Linked DNA regions of Mus musculus: region 2 is linked to region 1. The links are chromatin contacts, called in public Hi-C maps. All regions are on one chromosome and are shown on one strand. Each heading gives the region's core, a stretch centred on a gene start, on an enhancer-like site or on the middle of the called end of the contact. The rest is flanking DNA. Distances are from core to core; before and after follow the strand shown.

The links. A called contact is a pair of places that touch in the nucleus more often than the background predicts.
Region 2: a contact with region 1 is called in a Hi-C map of centroblasts, with 1.5 times the contacts expected there. The contact joins the promoter of Rasgrp3 here to the enhancer-like site in region 1. A contact is called at or near these places in 2 of 39 promoter capture datasets (the HPC-7 cell line and macrophages), 3 of 484 Hi-C or Micro-C datasets (the HL-1 cell line, centroblasts and nephron progenitors) and 3 of 9 other capture datasets (adipose tissue, liver and pancreatic islet).

What each region holds. Positions count from the first base shown.
Region 1 is chr17:75,388,809-75,391,976 of GRCm38.p6, reverse strand. It overlaps Ltbp1 (latent transforming growth factor beta binding protein 1), which reads right to left. Exons shown (of 34, transcript NM_019919.4): 33 at 2,398-2,547; 34 at 1-1,605. The coding sequence ends at 1,424. Among named protein-coding and RNA genes, the nearest start is that of Rasgrp3, 46 kb to the left of the region's middle. Within about 2 kb of position 1,631, at least 5 of the 459 cell types and tissues checked have an H3K27ac peak or open chromatin away from gene starts, as enhancers often do. A contact at or near this core is called in centroblasts, where this site is marked.
Region 2 is chr17:75,434,453-75,437,620 of GRCm38.p6, reverse strand. It overlaps Rasgrp3 (RAS, guanyl releasing protein 3), which reads right to left and starts at 1,716. Exons shown (of 17, transcript NM_001166493.1): 1 at 1,453-1,716.

The DNA of each region.
Region 1 (3,168 bases), core at 382-2,881:
GAAGTGTTCACTGGGGGATTTCCCATGGGGGTTTGCTGAGGCACAGTAAGTTTCACAGTGAGTGAAGCAGCTATCATTGCTAGGGGTCGTCCATATGAGATCAGAGACCGGGACTTTGAAAGGCCTTGTTTGCCCATTATTCCTGTTATACAAGTCTGTATTGGTTGTCTGGAAAGGCCATAAGAAAGTATCATAGACAGGTTGTTTGACAACAGAAGTTTATTTTCTCATAATTCTGGACTCTGTCAAACTCTGTGGCAGAGTTGGCTTCCCTCTGAGGCCTCACTCTTTTGCAAGATGGTCGCCTTCCAGCCCTCTTCAAATGACCTTTTCTCTGCACAAGTCCTTACTTCCCTGTCATCTAAGGACACCCATAGTCTTGGGTTACAGTTTACTCCACTGGTCTCCTGTAACTTTCATTTCCTCCTTAGAGATCTTGTCTCCAAAGAGAATCCACGCATTCTAAAGCACGGGGATGCAGCACTTCAGCCTGGAACTAAGATGGAAATTAGCAACCTGTAACAGTAGCTAACCAGTCCTAACTTACAGAAGCCTAGCGTGATGGAGGACTAGTGGTTAAAAGATCAGAGATGGGGGAGCTGTTATGAGGAAGGGGACAACTTCTTCTTCCACACTCAAATTTTTTTTTTCTACAAAAATGGTGAGTTTATTTTCTTATAACATACAATGGTAAATGTTTGGGGGGGGATGTTCAGGTTTTTAATTTTTTCTCGGTTGACTTTACACATCACAATATTAATAAACTCTATGAAGCTCTTCCACTTCCATCCAGGTAAGGGATCCAATTGACAGGCAATCTGGTAATACATTGAAATAAAGATGTTTCTCCATCCCCTCCAAAAGTTTAACAATTACTGCCTGCTCCACAGGACAGACAACTTGTTTTTTTAAAAGTCTCCAGACCAAGGGACAGCACAACCCTGTGTCATATTACTTATAATACAGTTTAACAATATTTTATCAAAGATGTTTGCACTTGAGATTATCATTGGAGGAAAAAAAAAACGGCAGCTGAGGATCTGCACAGCAAAAAGAAAGATCACATAAAACATTTCCACTAATATTTAAAAGCCAAATTTAAGCAATAGTAAAAAAAAAAATCAAAACAAGATAATAATACAACCTCTGTTTAAAATGACAGCCATGTCCTGCCTCTTTTCCACTGAATTTTACATATGAACAGACTATATATACTGGGTTTTTGAAGAAATGTCCATTTGGTCTGTTGCACCTGTCAGGTTCCAGCTCCATCCGCTCACTGTCTTTGGGGGTTCACTCAACTCCAAGTTGTCTCTGTCTTTGCCACATTCTGGGTTAGGTGCAGTGTCTCAAGTATACATCTCTCCCTTTCCCTTTACACAGTGCAGAGTATATGGGCATAGGTTACGCAGCTTCTTCTCCTTCACTCCAGGTCACTTTCTTTGTCTAAATTCAAAGCGCTGTTCAGGGGTGTACAGTAGTTGGGCTTGTCGGATGGTATGTAGCCTGGCAGACACAAGCATTTGTAGGAGCCTTCTGTGTTAATGCACTTGGCGTTCTTGCAGAGAGACATCCGATTATTCAGCTCGCTGCATTCATTTACATCTGCAATAAACCAAACCACGGTGTTTAATGCTACGTTACTCACCAGTGACACGCAGCGGCCAGCCTGGGTGCTGTCCACAGTTCTTGGCCACATAAACCAGACAGTTTCCTCATTTTTACCTCTCTCAATATGCAAGATAAGCCTTTATACATAGTAAAATAAGTGATCAGGGAGAGTCTGGAATTGCCCTGTTATTTAATACAATGTCAACATTTGTCGGCTTGATATTTAATATATCCAAGCTACAGTGTGAATGGTGATTTTTTCTTTTTAAAGATTTTTATCCAAAATAACTGCTAGGGAAGTTGTTTATTTCCTAGTTGCCTTCAGTCTTTTATATTTATCTCACATACTCAGGGGAGTCATTACTGAACTGTCAAAATTTAAATTTAAAAGTCAAAATAACTACTTGAGACATTCTGGCCTTTTAGGGGTGGGGCTGGGGGTAGAACATCATTCACAGTACAGTTCTTGAGTAGCAGGCACAAAGTCCTGGGATTCAGTCTCTGACCATGAGAAAAATATGACACTTAGGCTTCTTATATGGGGTGATAACTATGAGTTTTAGCTGTCATAAAAGAAATACAGACTATACCATTGACTACCTTAACTGTTTTTGTGTATAGTCATGTGACATGAAGTATTATTACACTTCATGCATATTTCTAGAACCTTTTTTCATCTTTCCAAACCACAAGCCCACCCATGTATCTGACACATACTCAGCTGACCAGAGCCAGTCACAGGGGACACCAGGGAAAGTGTCTCTTAACGGACACTCTCATTCTTACCGACACAGGTCATCTTGGCCATATCCAGGTGATATCCATCAAAGCAATCGCAAGTGTATCCTTCCTGGACTCTCACACAGCGGCCGTTTTCACAACCATTGAGGATGCCACACTCCTCAGCCTGTAGCTCCTCAAAGCTATTTAGAAAGCCTGCAAAGGCAAAGGCAGAAGCCAGGTTAGAAGTGTTTGCCCTCCTACCCTATTGAAAACTGAATTATTATTATTATTATAGATCTGGTTTATTTTATTTATCTGTCTTAGATACTTTAATGTTAGCTTTAGAATTTGCTATCAAGTATACCTGTACTCGGTGCTAAGCATAAAACGATGCAGTTTTTTATATGAACCAGTCCACTCTTTGAATTCCAATGCTTTATACTGAAACCACATAACATGAGAAAGCAAGCACGGGCTTGAGCTTTGTCTTTCAAATTAGGAAATGTGGAACTTTTTGAATGTTTTATATGAATTTCCAGTCAGAAAGCCTTCTGGGATTGGATTGGTGAACTTCCTGACCAGGGTTCTGTAGGTATTTTCTAAGAGGGCTCCAGGTTTGAGGACAGGCATTTGGGAATTGTAGAACCAAAGAAGAGCCAGGCTGGTTGTGCCCTGTGAGGTCTGTTTACTCTGGCTTCCCACGGAGCCTTCCACAAGAGCCCAAAGGATCAAGTCCATTGAAGTGATTCCAAACATCTTGACAAATGGGAGATACATCAGACTTGTGTTTAGAATAAAGGAAGAAAACAAAGAAGCTCGTGTTTGGCTCTCTTT
Region 2 (3,168 bases), core at 467-2,966, 46 kb before region 1:
TTAACAATTTTGGGAGGGACAGGTTCAACCGATAGCAGAATCAGGGTTATTGAGAGCGAGGTCGCCATCCCCAGAGCCATGTGTGTGGTAGCTCAATAGAACAACTTGGGTTCAGAACTGACTTTGGAAATACCGTGCTGCCATGGGAAACCAACGTGGAGAGTGATTTGCTTAGCTCTCTCACGGAAATCTCGAGTCACTGTGTTTCCCTTTGTCTCTTCAAAGCGTTTCAAAACAGTACAAACAAAACAGTCATGCTTTTCCTGTGTTTTTAAAAAAATATCTCTGTGAACCTATTTCCATGGAATGACTTACAAATTTCTAGTCAGAAAAACAATATAAAACAGCACAACAACAACAACAACAAAATACCCACTTAAATTCTTTCAGCAGAGAAAAGGGCCAAAGAGAGCCACCATGACTTAGAAGGAAGCCCCGGGCTCCGCACCAGTTCTGGTGGGCTCACAGTTCTGCTTTTTTAACTTTGCTATCTTCTTGCTGCAAACTCTAAACACACAAATCTCATGCAAGGAGAGGCAGAAAGAAAAGCAACCTGTTTCCTTCTCAACAACTGGCAGAGCCTACTTCTTGGTCAGTCACTGTGCTGACATCAATCAAGCGTCATTACCACGCAAAGGTGGAGGTTATCTGCCCTGGAAGCACACAGGCTCATCATTTAAACAAAAGCATTCACGTAATGCCAAGGGATGTCCCTCGGCATGTCCCCAGAAGCCTTCCAAGTTTTTGTGAGCATCATCAACTCTTTTAGGTTTATTTAATTTCCCTCCCACCTTTCCATTTCTAAGCACAAGGATATTTTTTCAAGACCCTCAAAATTTATACAGCAGAAAGGTTTTGGAAAAAAACTCAGATGTAAATAATTGCTATGAATAATTCCTGTCTCTGGAAAAGCTCAGGGCTTGGATGTTGCCTTTATGTTTTAGAAGTTCATCATTGTTTAAGAATGATTGATTAAGAAAGGAAACTTTGTACCAGATGAATTTTCATCTTCACAGCTGTACACAAAACTTAAATTTCAGCAAAATAACTTCAGCAATGGTTTGGTTGTGTTTAAAGACATGGTTATTAAGTATATTCTAAACCAGTATTCCTCAAAGAAGTGACCGACAGATTACTGACCAGCCTGACACAAAGCACAAATAGTGTCAGGCAGATGTTTTCAAAAATGACCGTCAGGGAGATTATAGATGATGCTGAGATTTAAGGAAGTCACCACAAGAAAACAACTTCCGTAAAATACACACTTGCTACCAGAAGCTCAGGATGCCATTGCTGACTCTGACGGCTGGCTACTCTTCAGAGACACAAGCAAAGCTCGTGTTACAGTTATAGTAGGACCTGCCCTCAGATCACAAATATTGCCTGTGCCCAATAAGCAAAGCCAAGGAAACGTGAGAAATAGCAAGACGCAAACTTAAAAGGGACACATACCCGAATCCGCAGTCATGTAGTCAGTGGAAGTTCACAAGAGGTGTGGATCCTCCTTTCACCAGGTTCTTGAAAGTCTCTTCAAGGTGCCTGAACCCCTCAAGATGGCTGGGCTCCCCCTGAAAGAGCTGTTGTCCCCTCCATTGCTCAAGTCCAATTCATAAGTGAAGAGGAAAAGCAAAATAATAAAAAGAAGAAGAAAGAAAGAAAGAGATTTGCAAGCCTATTCGTGCCCAACAAACCACTACCTTGAAGGGGCTAGGCTTTGAGCTCAATGAAGTAAAGGCTGTTTGGCTAAATGGCAGGCCCACTTCCTCCTATTCTTTCCCTACTTAGTTTTCCGGCCTCCAGTGGAGCGCTGTTTTTTTCCCCTTTCCTGTGCTATAAATAAGCTGCTGCTGTGAGTACCGAGGAAAGAGGAGGCAGGAAATGTATTTGATTTCAAAAGGCAGTCAGAGGTGTGTGTGTTAGGTGTGTGTGTGTGTGTGTGTGTACAGTGTGCATGTGTGTGTGCGCACGTGTGCATGTGCACACATATGCATGTATGAGTGTGTGTGTGTGTTCCTTCCAAGTCTGCACTGGTAAACACACTGAAGAAAATTTAACCTAAATAATTCAACTTTAGTGTGAGCCATTGAGTTGTGACTTAACTGGTCCCTCAGTCTCTACTTGACTAGAAGTTGTCACTTCCCACCAGCGAAGCTTGAATTCAGAAATAATAGCATTTTCTGTGTAAACTACCACGAGCAGATTCACACTGCATCCTTCATTTCCTGAAAGACAAATTTGTGGGAGTGGGGGGGGGGTGCCTGAATACCAGGAGGAAGACCTGGTTCTGTTCTGTTCTTTTGCTTTCTGTCTTATTTTTTTCTTTCCTTTCCTTTCCTTTCCTTTCCTTTCCTTTCCTTTCCTTTCCTTTCCTTTCCTTTCCTTTCCTTTCCCTTCCCTTCCCTTCCTTTCCTTTCCTCAGACAGTTTAGACGATGCCTTACTACACAGCCCAAGCTAGGCTCAAACTCGTGATCCTCTTGCCTCACCGCTCAAATACTAGGATTACAAAGTGAGCACCATGTCAGACTCATTCTCTCCTTTCATTTAAAAATATGTTGAGGCTGGAAAGCTGACTCAGCAGGTTACAAGCACTTGCTAGCAACCCTAGGGGCTAGAAAGTGTTTTCCAGTACCCATAGAATAAGCCCAGCATCCCACAAATGCCTGTAACTCCAATTCTGAGAGTGCCAACACCCTCCTCTGGCCTCTACAAAGTGACCCCTCCAGTGTGTGTGTGTGTGTGTGTGTGTGTGTGTGTGTGTGTTCACACACACATGCAGAGGAATTATAAAAGTCTTTAAGAGAAAAAGTAGAGAATTTCTTGAGTCAAAATACCAAAAAAAAGAAAGAAAAAGAAAGAAAGAAAGAAAGAAAAGAAAAAAGGAATATACCTTCTGAATCTAATATGAATGGGAAAAACAGACATAGCTTTTCTGCATTCTTGCAATCCAAATTCCCTCATATTATTGACAATGCAAGCAAACCCCAAAATAATAGCATTTTTTCCCACATAACAGACGAGCAGCTAAAACTTTTGCTAACTTCTGATACTGATATGTAGAGAAACAACCATTTGTGTAATAGTAAGTAGAAGTATAAACTGGTCTGTATTATTTTTTAAAGATTTGTTTTACTTCTAATTACGTGTGTGTGGGGGGCACACCCATGAG